2 separate regions of the Macaca mulatta genome follow, and region 1 is linked to region 2. A link is a contact called in public Hi-C data. All regions are on one chromosome and are shown on one strand. The core of a region is the stretch at or near the end of the contact, and the rest is flanking DNA. Distances in the headings are between cores, read along the strand shown. Region 1 holds the start of KCNC4 (potassium voltage-gated channel subfamily C member 4). Region 2 holds the start of KCNA2 (potassium voltage-gated channel subfamily A member 2).

Region 1 (6,860 bases), core at 805-3,304, 400 kb before region 2:
CACAGGTAACAGGTGAGCCCAGAGCTCTAGAATGAATCTCCAGTAAGGGTGAGGCATTCTCTAGAGGCCTTGGGACTGAGCCTGAGCTCCCCTCTCCGGAGCTGGTCAGTGCACAGAGCCAGGAGACCTGGTCCCACGCACCTTTACCCAGCTGCCTCTCTCAGGCTGGGCCCTCTGTTTTTGTCAGCTCTTCCTAGGTTCCCATGCCCATGTCCCAGCTTTCTGATCTCCCTCCCTCCCCTCCTGGCCTCCTTTTTCCCTGGAAACTTTCTCCCTCTACCCATCTCCCCAGGTGCTCATCACCATCCACGAGCACTGCAGAGTGGAAGCACCAGTTGGGCAGATTTACTAGGGCGAGTGGCTGTTTTATTCACTGATGTATTTCCAGTGCCCGGAACTGCTTCTGGCATATCGTAGGTATTCTATAAGTATTCACTGAGTGAATAAGTCAATCGGGGTGGGATACTATGGATTTTTTCCCCTTACCCACTACACTCCCTTTCTTCCAATGACGGAGCTCAGTCATCCTGATTGACAGAAAGCAGGGGAGAGACCCCAAGGGACTTTGCCAGGACACAGACCAGATAGGACTTGAAAGGTATTCATTACATTAATATTCTGTGGTTCTTTCTTCCTCACTCCAGCTTCTGGCGTGTCCCGGGTCTTCTCTTCCCAGTTACTCTTGGGATATTTCTTTTCACTGCAGCAAATTCAAAGCCAGCTAAACTCTGAAATACAAACATCAGTTTCGAGGAGCAGGGACTGGGCACAAAGGGGGTGCCAGAAAATGTGTGTTTCTGATTAACACACCACCCCTGTGTATCAGTACAGATCATCAAAGATCATTGCCATTTTGGTTTTCTGGCCTCATTAATAACGAGACTTGCTTGTAAAACTCCCTTGCATTGGCACTGGGCTTTTAACCTTTCCTGAGACACACACAGGCCCTTGTCTTGTTATTCCCAGTTGAGCTAGGTACTGCCTGATCTGGAAATGGGAAGGTGCACAGCTGTCCAGGGTAGGTGTGTCATTTACCTTTCATTTCTGCCTCAAGATCTCCTTACATCATCCAGACAGGCATGGAAGCTGCCTGAAGCTGTAAAAAAATAAAAAAATAAAAAAACCATTGGGGATTAATATGAAGATGTAAAATAGGTTCTGGTAATTTTACAAATGTAAAATTCATTTGTTTAACAAAAACAAATGAATCTGGAAATTGCTCTTGGGATAGGGCCAGTAAAGTCCTGTTGGTGCCTATGTTTTGGGTATGGCAGCTTCTCAATCACTTAGCAAACAGGTTCTCAGAGGCAGGAACTGTGGGAGCTATCAAGATGGAAAAAGCACAATGCCGCCTGCAGGAGCTCAGGGTTAGGGAGGGGAGAGGAGGCATATACACAGGCAAAGTCAAATTTTAATGGGTGGAATAAGAGTAGAAGCAGGAGGGGGTCATGAGGCAGGACACAGGCACTTCCTATGTGGACCCCAGAGCAATGACGAGCAAAGGCTTTAACTAATGACTTTTCAGGGCTACCCACCCACCCACCCCACATCCATAACACGTTTCGCGATGAACAGAGCCAGAGCTACGGTTTCCTTCCAACTGGCACAAGAGGCGTTTCTCTGCCCAAGGCCACCCGTCCCCCATTCCATCGCGGGGGCTTTGGTGGCTGGGACAGAGGCGAAGAGCATCAAGACCATGGGCGTCTTGGGCTCCGCTGGGCCTCCGAGGCGCAGGATGCGGGGCGGGGTGCTCAGAAGGCCCCAACACGGTGCCTGGGAAAGGAGAGGACAGCCTGATCCTCGCGACAGAGTCTCTACCCTCTTTCTTCCTTGGCCTTCCATCAGCCGCAGTGAAACGGCAACAGTTCGACCAGCTTGGCGGGGAGGGGGCGACGGAGCCGGGCGGAGGTTAGAGGTCAGGGGTCGAGAGCGCTTCGGTGTCTGCGGGCTGCAGTGGGAGGAGCTGCGGGCCCGGGGGAGGCGGGGAGCAAGGCCGAGGGGGGCGGGAGGGGCTGCCGGCGGAGGCGCGCAGGGGCGGCGCGCTGGGCTGGGCACTGGCGGCGAGGAGGTGACGCGTTTGGTTTGGGCTCGGCTCCGGGGAGGAAGACTGCGCTCGGTCGCCGGGGCCTGCAGGTAGCCGGATCGGCCCCGCGCCGCGCCCCGCCCCGCCCACCCCGCCCGCGAAGGGCGCGCCTGGGCGAGGCGGGGCCCCGGAGAAAAGGCGCCACTGGAGCGTGGCGGCCGCTGCCAGCGCCGGAGGGAGACCAAGAGCCCCTAGGGCCCCAGCCCACCAGCGCCGAGACGCCCCCTCCCCTATGCCACCTCGCGCCCGCCCCCTGCCGCGCGCGAGCCAAGGCCGGCGCCCCGCCCGGAGATGGGCAGACGCGTAGATGGCGTGGCTCCCAGCGCCGCCAGATCGCAGGAACCCGGCGCCGGGGCGTTGCGCTGAGGCTCCCTCTCCGCGCGGCGCGGGAAGCCTGCAGGTGTCCTTGGCAGCTCGGCCGCCGCCCCGGGTACTCCTTCGTCAGTGCCCAGAGCCCCGCTCCCCAGAGCGGCCCCGCCCCCCAGGCGCCGCGCAGCGCAGGACGCCCCGTCTGAGGCCCCCCCGCCCCAGCTCGGCCCCCGCAGCGCTGCGCCGGGTCCGGCTCAGCTCCCAGCCGCGGACGCAGGACCCGAGGCTCGCTCCTGCGGGCGCGCTTGTTTTCCAGCTGCCGCCTCGCCCTGCGCAGCCCCTGCGCAGCCCCCGCCCGCCTGGCCGCCGCGCTCTGCTCTGCCCCGCCTGCCTTCCTCGCCCGGCGCTGGATTTATGAATGGGGGGAAGAGGCTACATGCCGCCGCCGCCGCCTCGTGTTGACCGCAAGCAGCCCGGGCCCACGGAGCTCCGGCTGCCGTGAGAGTGTCAGCACGGCCCCGGCAGCCACTCGGAGGACTTGTTGCTGCTGCGCTGCCGCCGCTGCGGGGAAGCCGGCTGCTCCGGGGCTTGGTGCGGTCTGGGAGCCGGAGGGTGGCCCGTGTGAGTGTGAGCGCAAGCGCCCCGGACCTTCGCGGTGCGCCTGAACTGTGCGCTTCCTTGTCTTTGGTCGGGGTGACGGCGGGGGCGTGTCCCCGGCCCAGAGCGTCTGTCTGTCCCGTCCTAGCGGGGGACCGCGTGTGTGCTTGCTTCTACTTCCCCGCGTCCTCCCTCTCTCCGCCTCCCTCTCTCCGGAGCTTCCTGCCCTAACCCCAACCACCTGTGCACCAGAGAAATCCAACTCCTCCCGCTCCGCGTCCTAGGGGGGATAGGCAGGGGCAGGGCCACGCCGCAGAGGGGGCCGCCGCCGTCTCCTGCCTCTTCTTCGTCTCCTCCCCCTCCCCCGTCTGACGCTGCCTCCTCGGGAAGGGTGTTTGGAGGGCAGCGGCCGCCCCAAGCCGGAGCCCCGCAGCGCTTCTTATGATCAGCTCGGTGTGTGTCTCCTCCTACCGCGGGCGCAAGTCGGGGAACAAGCCTCCGTCCAAAACATGTCTGAAGGAGGAGATGGCCAAGGGCGAGGCGTCGGAGAAGATCATCATCAACGTGGGCGGCACGCGACATGAGACCTACCGCAGCACCCTGCGCACCCTACCGGGAACCCGCCTCGCCTGGCTGGCCGACCCCGACGGCGGGGGCCGGCCCGAGACCGATGGCGGCGGTGCGGGCGGCAGCGGCGGCGGGGGCTGCGAGTTCTTCTTCGACAGGCACCCGGGCGTCTTCGCCTACGTGCTCAACTACTACCGCACCGGCAAGCTGCACTGCCCCGCCGACGTGTGCGGGCCGCTCTTCGAAGAGGAGCTCACCTTCTGGGGCATCGACGAGACCGACGTGGAACCCTGCTGCTGGATGACCTACCGGCAGCACCGCGACGCCGAGGAGGCGCTCGACATCTTCGAGAGTCCGGACGGAGGCGGCAGCGGCGCGGGGCCCAGCGACGAGGCCGGCGACGATGAACGGGAGCTGGCCCTGCAGCGATTGGGCCCCCACGAGGGAGGCGCGGGCCACGGCGCCGGGTCTGGGGGCTGCCGCGGCTGGCAGCCCCGCATGTGGGCGCTCTTCGAGGATCCCTACTCCTCCCGGGCGGCTAGGGTGAGTGGCAGGAGCCCATGTCTCCCCATCTTGGGTCTGCAAGGGGCCGTGGTGGGTGGCGTGTAGGGGCTGGGAGGAGCAGGGACCGAGCCTGACTTACCTTACCACCGCAGATTGTTCCCGCCTTCCTCTCAACCCCCCTCCGAGGCCTGCAGGGGAATTACACACTCCCACCCTCTCCCCTGCACGCTCCATCAGGAGATTGCACACACTTGACTTACTACTTGGACCCAGTCCCAGCTGCCTGCTTTGCCGCATCCCCTCCAGTGAGTGGGGTGCCCAGCTCAGCTCCTCCACCACCTTCTTTGGTCTGCACAGGCCGCCTTATCTTCAGCTGCCCTCCACTCCGCACAGGACTACGGTCCTGGAGAGCTGAAATTTGGCCTTTTGCTGGGGGCAGGCAAGGTTGAGAGGAAGGAAACTAGGGTGGGTTTTGTTAGATGCTTCCATGCGATGCCACCTCATTTACATCCTCCCAGCAGCTCAGTGTGCCCACAACTATGCACTTGGAGAGAGGAGGATATAGGCTTCAGCATCTTCAGCTCAGAAGAGGCAAAGCTGAGACCACAATCCAGCCTCCTTTCCAGGTTTAGGAGAGGCCTTCTTTCTCCCAGGGAGAATGCCGTGCCCCCCAGACTTCCTGCACACCTGGGATGTCCTGGCCTCAGCTGGGGTGAGAAGAAAATTAAACAGAAAGGGCCTAATGTTCTAGGCCCTGGAGGCTCCCACGGCCAGTGGCCAGCCACAGGCTTGCTGGTGATTATACCAGATTTTTGTTGCCGCTTTTCTTTCTGCTGCAGCACAAACTCTTTCCAGAAAGCCCTGGTTCAGATTACTGCTTGAAATGGGTGTATGAAGGAAGGGGGAAGCACAGGTTGATTTAGGCAAGACCTACCACCTCCTCCCCAAGTAAATCCAGTTTCCCTAACCCCTTTAGGTGGAAGGGGAAAATGGGGGAGATGCTTGCCCCATTATGCTTGGACAGCTAAAAAAAAAAAAAAAAAAAAAAATTCCCTGAAGGATGGCTTTAGATTCTTTAAAGAAAGAAAACTCTGGGGGCTGGTGTTGGATCTCATGATCAGCAGCCTAAAGCCTGGTTGGGGGTCTGTCTGGGAGACAGGAAAGAGCAATGTAACTTGTTGGGTCTGGGGACTGCTGCTTGCTGAGGAACCTGGTTGGTTCTTCTGGCATCCCAAATTGTCATGTTAATGAGTCTCAGAGCGCCCTCCCTTTCCCAGCACTCCTGTGCTGGACTCCGTCCTAGACATAGAAGAAGGCAGGGTAGAGAATTGGGGAACAGGCCTGCAGGGAAAAGCCAGGCTGGCATAAATGCCAGGCCAGGGCAGATACATCTTCTGCCTGGAGGAGAACGGAGGAGCAGAGGTCTCAGGGGCCGTGGCATACTGGGCTGGGGCTGCAGGCAGCCATGAGAAGGCAGGGATCTTTCGCAGGACTGAGAACAAAGCTAGAGGCAACTGCCTGGGGTTCTTTCCTTGTAGCCCTGAGACCGGCTCAGAAGGTGAGGGCACAGTGATGTCCCTGGTCTGGGTCTGCTGTGAGTTCTGCGGGCTTCTTATGTAGATCACTAACCTTGCTAGTGTTAGCACTTGGCTGTCTGCATTAGGGGAGAGAGACAGGCACACATCATTCAGACTCTTTCAAAGTTGGGGGTGGGGGAGGAGAGAGAGAGATAGAGATGGGGAAAGGGGACAAACCAGGGAAGCAGGCCTGGGATGAGGTGGTTAGGGGAGCTAGGCCCTATTTCTGAGCATTCTGGGATTTCTGGGGGCTTTTCACCTACTCTTGTTCCTCTCTGGAATTCTAAGTGGCACCCCACATATCACTGAGTTTATTTTCTTCCTAACACTGCTGAATGGCCAAGCCGGGGGGCCTCTTTGAGTAAGCTCAGAGCCTGGCCTGCCCCTTGAAGTCTTCCAGGAACCCAAGGTGTGCTTCACCCCTTTGACATGGAATCACATCAGCCCAGGCATTCCAGTTGCGGTCTTGAAGTTTATGATGGGGTAAGGTTAATTCTTTCATTTAAACATTGAGAAAACCAGGATTCAGAGACAAGTTTCTTGCCAAAGACATTTAACTAATAGCAGAGCCAGGAAACCACCCCTAGTTTCCAGCCTTCTGGTTGTTCATCCTGATGTGAATATCTGGATGGAGTTCTGGCCAGCGCATGTGCCAAAAGAGGACTTGCCTCCTGCTGAGGAGCCCAGGCACAGGCAGCCCTCACCTGCTCCCGGGACACACAAGTGAGAATACATAATTTTTAAAAATTAATGAATAACTGCTCATTATTGAGCACCCCAGACAGATACATTGCTGTGTATACTTTACATTAATCTCTAATCCTCCCAATAAACTTAAAACCCAGTGATTATCCCTGTTTAATGGATTGAGGCTGTGAGAAGGTAAACAGTTGCCTGAGATCACATAGCCAGATAGTGGCCAGGCTTTGAATCAAAGCCAGAGTCCCTGACTCCCAAGCCCTTGCTCTTGTGATTACAACACCTTCTTTCCACTGAACTAGGCTGTTTTTGAGGCAGAGAGCTTGTTTCTTACTCTGGCCTGAGAAGTGTCCTTTTGAGGTTCTGTAACTCCTGTGGATGGTATCAGAAAACCCAGGGGCAGATGGAGACGTCAGAAGGAAGACTTACTGTATTACCCCTCCAGGCCTGAGGGTACTGTGCCATGCGGGGAGTTCTGGGGCTGCACTTTCCCCCCTCCATTTGCCCCTGGCTAGTCACGCTGT
Region 2 (7,225 bases), core at 2,460-4,959:
TATACACTGGATCCACAGACCTGCCTGTTGTCAGGACCAGATGCCCTGGTCCACTGTACAGTCATGCCCGTGACTAGGTTATTTCCTAAGGTGCAGTCATGTGAGGTGTTCAGATGCTGCCTTCCCTGCTTACTCTCCTGGCTTTGCAGAGGTCTGCGTTCCTGTTTAGAAGAACAGGGATAGCTAGGCTGGGGGGCCAGAAGTTTTAGTTCCATTCCAAATAGTCTATCTTTTCCCCTGATGGAGGGATTTTGCCTTCTGATGGGAAAAAACCCCCTAGTTCAAGACCATTCCAAGCCTATTAATACTCTAAATATTAATACTGTGTAGGCTACTAGGAAAATAGGTTATCTCCTGTGTTTTAAATATTGAGATTCATGCAACAAACACCCATGCAGCTCTATTGCATCACTGGTAAATTTCACTGCAGTGTCAGTGTAGCCGGGCCACATTAGTAGGAAAGCAGATGTCTGCAAACTCCAGTAAGAAACCAGACATGTTTTTGTGACCCTGGAGCCTGCAAAAATGGTGAAATCAGAGGCTTAGAGGTCCGTTGGTTTGTTAGCTTCTCCCCATAGGCCTAAGGGAACAAATGTGAAACTTGACAACTCATATTTGGTTATACTAACTGTCCCTCCCCCGGGCTTCCCTCACATCGACACTGCAGAGAAAAAGCAGAATGCAGCATTTTCCGTTATGAAACACAAGCCTCCGGAGCATCTACTTGGCAATTGCAATTCACAAACCTCAGCCTGTGACACAGAAAGTAATTCCAACACACAGGACTGTGTGTTCTTTTCAATGCAAAAATGAGAATGACCTTTTGAGTAAACACCAGCTATTTAAAGCTAAACCATGATTGTGTTCCTCTGTGAAAGGGCAGGTGGGCTCAAATGGGGTGGTGGGATGGCGGGGAGGGGAGTGCATCTCCTGGATGTTGTGTGCATTTCATTAGGAAGGAATGATGGCACTGATATGGTGCACTGTGTATTGGATATGAGGTGGCCTCAATGTCTTTCTGAAATCCTAGCTTGACAGGTGACTCCCGTCTTTGGAAACTCATAAGCCGGTGATGAGGATGTGCATGAAAGCCATGATAGATATTCTGTGTCCTAAATCAAAGTCAAAAGATCAAAAGTCACTTGCACAACTATTGCTTTCCATGCAGAACCAGATACACACTGTAGAACACACTGACTACAATGCAGGCTATTATGCAACATCTGCATTAGTTCCATTGAGCTGTGAGTATGGTAATAGGTTTCAATCAGACATCAGTTAACATTTTGGTAATATTCACATAGTTTGTGTTAGCCAAGGTGCAGTTGGCTGTTTTCAAGTTTTCCTCTCTAAAGTCCTCATTACTGTTGTTTACCCCCTCCTGGATCTCCATGTAATCGGACTTACTAATGGTAGAGGCACTTCTACTTTTCTTTAGGTCAGGGGAGGATGGGATCTTTGGACAGCTTGTCACTTGCAAGTATTGGGCCTGCTCCTCTCCCTCTGTCTCCCGGTGGTAGAAGTAGTTGAAATTGGACACAATGACAGGGACCGGTAAGGCAATAGTTAACACACCTGCAATTGCACATAGGGAACCCACTATCTTTCCCCCAATGGTAGTCGGAACCATGTCTCCATAGCCTACAGTTGTCATGGAGACGACTGCCCACCAGAAGGCATCTGGGATGCTGGGGAACTGGGACTCTCGCTCATCGGCCTCTGCAAAATAGACAGCACTAGAGAAAAGGATGACCCCTATGAAGAGAAAGAATATCAGGAGGCCCAATTCTCTCATGCTGGCTTTGAGGGTCTGACCTAGAATCTGGAGACCTTTGGAGTGTCTGGACAACTTGAAAATCCTAAAGACTCTTACCAACCGGATGACACGGAGGATGGCCAGTGACATGGCCTGCTGGCCTTGCTGAGCGTCCTCTGGCTTCTCGGCCAACTCTGTCCCCAGGGTGATGAAGTAGGGGATGATGGCCACAATGTCAATGATGTTCATGATGTTGGTGAAGAAGCCGGCTTTGCTGGGACAGGCAAAGAACCTCACCAAGAATTCAAAGGAGAACCAGATGATGCAGAGTGTCTCTACAATGAAGAAAGGGTCTGTGAAGGAAGTGGACTGCTGGTACCCGATGGTGCTGTTGGAATAGGTGTGGAAGGTCACCCCACCACCATGCATGTCTTCATTCTCATCCCGGAAGATGGGCAATGTTTCCAGACAGAAGCTGACAATTGAGATCAGAATCACCATGACAGACACAATAGCTATAATCCTGGCAGGCCCTGAGCTCTCTGGGTATTCAAAGAGAAGCCACACTTGTCTCTGAAACTCATTTTCAGGCAGAGGACGCTCTTCCTCCTTGATGTAGCCTTCATCTTCCCGAAACATCTCCATCGCTTCTTCTCCCAGCTCATAAAACCGAATTTCTTCAGAGAATATATCTAAGGGCACATTCACAGGTCGCCTCAATCGGCCCCCCGACTGGTAGTAGTACAAAATGGCATCAAAGCTAGGGCGGTTCCGATCGAAAAAGTACTCATTTCGGAGGGGGTCAAAGTACCTCATTCGTTTCTTTGGGTCCCCTAAGAGGGTCTCTGGAAACTGGGCTAAGGTCTTTAGCTGGGTCTCAAACCGCAGCCCTGAGATGTTGATCACCACCCTCTCACAGCATTCGTGGTCTGCCTCTGGGTCATAGGTGTCCTGGGGGTGCCCAGGGAGGGCAGCAGCCTCGTCTGCTGGGTCTCCGGTGGCCACTGTCATAATTGGGACTGAGAAGCGCCTCACGCTATGCCTTTCAGCTGCCTGGTGGCAGGGAGCTCAGGGTGCTGCTACTGGCCCCAGGAAGCACAGGAGCATTGGCCTGGTCTCCTGCAGGAGAGCCCCGAGAGCTCTCTGAGAGCTGGAGAGACAGCCTCGCTTGGCTGAAAGACAGAGGCAGTTATTGACATGCGGCTACTCAGCATTGGCAGCCCGACATGGGTTGCCACTTTTTGTCTCCCATCTCTCAGCCAAGAGTTCAGAAACATGATCACCACCACCACAACGACAAAGCAAAATGTACTTTCACCTTGTAACTTGTCTGGGGATCAGGGGGAGCAGGTAGCAATCTCTCAAGGAACCTCTGGAATGCCCTGCACTGGGGGAAGGTGGCTGGTACAGGCCCACTTGTACCACACAGGCTTCGTGGAGCATAACCCCATGCTAATAGGTTAAAAGTGGACCCTCTCCCAGGTGCTGCACTAATGTCTCAGATACTCGTACCCAGGGAGGTATTCACGGTGGGGGATCTTGGGCCTGGGTCTTCCTCATTGGCCTCTACCCTAATGATTCTACACAAGGTTGTTATTAAATGATAGATTGATTTACCTGACCAGACAGGAACCTGAAGCTCTCTTCCTTGCAGAGCTGATCAGATGCTGCAGGAATCTTAGATGCACAAACAGGCAGCCCAACTCCCCATCACGTCTTCTCACTCCAGCTAGAAATAATGGTGAGTCATTCTGGGCAGGAGGGCAGATTCTGGGTCCTGGAGGTGAGCTCTAGGACTGGGCTGGGCTGGAGGGGCGATGTGATGCCTGGCCAGGGGCATGCGGGACTTGAAGACAGCCGAGCATGGGCCTGGAGCCTTTTGAAGGAAGGAGGCAAGATGCAAAGCTCAGCAAAAGCTGGAGTCCTGGCTGTCTTCAGGAGGTGTGACGTTGCCTGGAAAAAAACAGCAGCAAGGTGGAACCAGGGCATTTGGGCAGCTGCCAAGATTTAGGAGGGCCTAGGAGCTTCCCTCATGGGAAGTGACAGGCCCCCATGCCCACCCTCCATTCTGATGCCAGGCCTGAGGACTATCCCTCAGCCTTCCTGCCTCTTCTGGGCAGGCTTCCCATCAGCTTGAAGCACTTTCTCCCAGGGAGCAAGACTCAGGCTTAGCTGGGCCTGCCTTATCCAGGGGCCACCCTGTGTTGATCCAGGTCCCTAGTCCCCAGCTGCTCTCAGGAAGGACTCTGGAAGAAGCACTCCTACCCCCACATGTCAGGGCACAGCAGCTCCCAAGAGGAGGGCTTAGCTCACTGCAGCCTGTCTACAAGCTCTGACCTCAGCCAGTCCTGGAAAAGAAGCACCCCACCCCCCCAGCACACACAGACTGCTTCAGAGCGCATCTAGGGAGACCCCACACAACAAAGTCGGCACTGTACGAAAGCTGGATGAACTTACTCTCCCTCCGGGATCCCTGGGCCGCAGGCCTCCCTCTGAGCCGGGTGGCATTTGAGCTGGGCAGTCGCTGGACCACTGATTTCTCCCCCAAGAGAAAATCCCTCACATCTCCTCAGCAGGGAGCACAGAACAAACGCTCAGCCTGCCTAGCTGTGAGGCTGCTTGGCAGCAGCGAGAGGGGGAGCCTGGAGGAAGCCGGCTTCCGGACTGGCCCCCTGCCGACCCAATCCCGCAGGCCCCAGGGCGGGGAGGGGTCTGGGCCCTCTCCCCATCGCCCCGGGCTCCGGCCGGGATTCCGTCCGGCGCGCTCACCGCTCGCCTCGGCGCAGAGGACCAGACCCTCCCGCTGGCCGCGGCCGCTAGCGCCACCTTAACCCCCTCCTGCCCGCGCGGTCGGCTCCTGCTGCGGGCCCGAGCGCAGCTCAGCTCTTAAGCCCCCGGGGTCCAGCCGAGGGACCGCCGAGGCTCAGTCTCCACCCAAAAATCCCGGAACCTGATCTCTGGGGGTGGGGAGTAGCCGGCGCCAGGCTGCTGCCCCAGATCCCAGCTTCCTTTTAAGCGCGGGGGCTCGGCTGCAGTCCACGGCCCCAGCGAAGGGGAAAGCCCTCTCTGCAGCAAAGCTGTTTGTTATTCTGTGCCGTAGAGGCGAATGCAGCCCGGCCGTCCCAAGTGGTTCAGGTCCTCCAACCCGCGCTATTTACCAGACTTGGTTATGCTGCCAGCTGCACTTCCCACCACCCACCAGCTCCTCTCCGTGCCCTCCGCCCCGCGCCACGCAAACCCCAGAGGGTCCCGAGCCCATTCTGTGCACTCTTCTTGAGCAGGGTGCAAGTTCCCCTTGATCTCCCCGGTCCAGGACTTGCCGAGCGGACTGCAGTGGTCGGCAAGGGCTTGCCCGCCCGGAACTCAGCCCGAGCCTGCTGCGCTGCAGGCTGCGCCGCCGGATGCCCCGCAGCCCCTTTGGGCGCCGCCGCCGGGCAGGGAAGGCAGCACGCGCCACGCAACGCCCCGACACAGATTTACCCTTCCGGATGGGCACCGGGGCCTCCATGTTCCTGGGTTACGGCCAGCGCCGGCAGAACCCCAGCAGCGGGCGGCGGCGGGGTGCGGGCGGCCAGCCGGGAGCCGGCTCTGCAGTCCCGCGGGCGGCGCGTACGGAGCTCCCGGCCGCCGCCCGCAGCCGCACCGCGCCACGCAGCGCCGCACCTGGCTCCACGGCGAACTCCAATTAAAGGGGCCGGTGGGGGCCAGGGCTGGGGCGGCAAGCTGCCAGCCGCCGCCACCGAGCTCGTCACCTCGTTGGCCCCCGGGCCTCAGCCCCCGCCCGGCGAGGAAAACATTCTTTGGCAGAGCCCGGCTTACTAACCAGAACCTCCAGGAGAGCTCAGCTGGGTGCTGCTGGGCCGGGGAGACTGGGGAGGGCAGAAGTTGAGGGGCGCTGGTGAGAGAGGCTCCTGCCAACGTAATGAAGTAGGCAAGGAGGAGATAATCAATAGCAGCTATCCCAGGCCCACGGCGGGATCCAGCCCCGCGGGAGACGTGTTGCTATTACTGTGGTGCCGCCAGACAGGATCTGCAGACCCCTTTCTTGCCCTTTCTCCCGCCGTCGCGACCCCTTCTCCAGATCGGCTTCCCACCTCCCTGTTACCCAGCAAAGATTTGGCTTCACAGGGAAATGCAGCAGGTGCGGCCCGCAGTGTGGCAGAAACTCTTCTGCTGTGTTCGCCCCCACCGACAGGAGCCGCAGGAACAGGCAGCACTGCAGGGCTGGCCCTCACCACTCCCCGACTCCCTCCCCCAGGGCCCGGGCAGGGAAGGCTGGGGGACACGCTGCTGCCCTTGGGAAGAGTCAGCTACTCACAAAACGGGCCCTCCGGCAGAACTTGCAAAGCCAGCTGGCCCACGGGGCTCTGAACTTGAGAGTGCAGCTTACAGCACCCTAGGTGGGCAGACGAGGATGCCCTTTGCTTTTGGGAAATGTGTGTGGGCAGCCCAGCCTGCCTTCTGCCTAGATAGGGCATCTGAGAAGGTCCAGGGTGCTTTGGGGAGGCATAAGACAGCCTCAAGCCCCTGCTAGTTCTGTTCTCCAGGTCCCTGTCAGGGTCACCTAGACAGGTGTGCCAAACAGTGGTGGTTCCTTGAGATCAGACTGCGGTAGATATGGAGCTCTGGATTCAGAGGGGCTCTAGCACTGAGAAGTCCCCACTGGGCCCTCCCCCACCCTCCCGCCAGGAAACCCTCCTCTCTATGTGTGTGCCTCATGGGGAGAGCCCCGAAAGCCCATGAGGCCCGACTCCGGATTCTGGCATTTCGTAGTGGTAGTCTGTGAGGTGTGGTTGAAGACTGGGAGCCTGCCTAGAGCTGCAGGGGGTGGTCTGGGAGGGCAGTGGCCTCCAGGAGCCTGAAGGATGACAGATGACTATAGAGAAGGGCTGGTATGGTTTAGAGTCCCTTGAACCTGGCCTGTCAGTGTCCCAGTCAGTGAACGGCTCGGGTGTTTTGGAGGCAGCCAGATGGAAATGTAAATCCCTAACAGTTACTAGGTAAGTTATTTCACTTCTCTGGGCACCAGTGTCCTCCTCTGAAAAATCAGGATGTCCCTAAGGGTGTGGTGAGGTCTTAATTGTTGAATGAGTTTAGCATCCAGCAGACACTGAATACATGACGATTTCTCTGCTCTGCTTCCTTGTGAAACTCTCCTCATAGCTCTCAGCCTCCAGCTTACCTCTGGGGTGTTTCTCCAGGCTCCCAATCACCAGGTCCTTGTTGCCCTATTCCCTCTGCTTCCCAGATTGCCCCACCCTTTACTCTCCCTGAGATCTCACCATTCCCACCCCTCTACCAAATTGACCGCCAGTTCCCTTCCCTATATACTCTTTTTGAAAGCCTCCCCTGACCAGCACCAAGGGGCTCTGTTTCTCCGACTTGGCACACTGAGTTCTCCTGTCATTTAAAGTCAGGTAATCCTGTGTGGCCAAAGTCAGATGCTTTATCCATTTGATCATATGTATA

The links. A called contact is a pair of places that touch in the nucleus more often than the background predicts.
Region 1: a Hi-C map of fetal cortex germinal zone shows a contact between it and region 2, with 4 times the contacts expected there. The contact joins the promoter of KCNC4 here to the promoter of KCNA2 in region 2. A contact is called at or near these places in 2 of 14 Hi-C or Micro-C datasets (fetal cortex germinal zone and fetal cortical plate).

The regions. Positions count from the first base shown.
Region 1 is chr1:129,980,637-129,987,496 of T2T-MMU8v2.0, reverse strand. It overlaps KCNC4 (potassium voltage-gated channel subfamily C member 4), which reads left to right and starts at 2,054. Exons shown (of 4, transcript XM_015147986.3): 1 at 2,054-4,099. The coding sequence starts at 3,431. LOC144332184 (a long non-coding RNA gene) reads right to left here and starts at 4,327. Exons shown (of 3, transcript XR_013400000.1): 1 at 4,200-4,327; 2 at 1,036-1,096.
Region 2 is chr1:129,583,267-129,590,491 of T2T-MMU8v2.0, reverse strand. It overlaps KCNA2 (potassium voltage-gated channel subfamily A member 2), which reads right to left and starts at 3,709. Exons shown (of 2, transcript NM_001265976.1): 1 at 3,374-3,709; 2 at 1,140-2,928. The coding sequence starts at 2,767. The coding sequence ends at 1,268.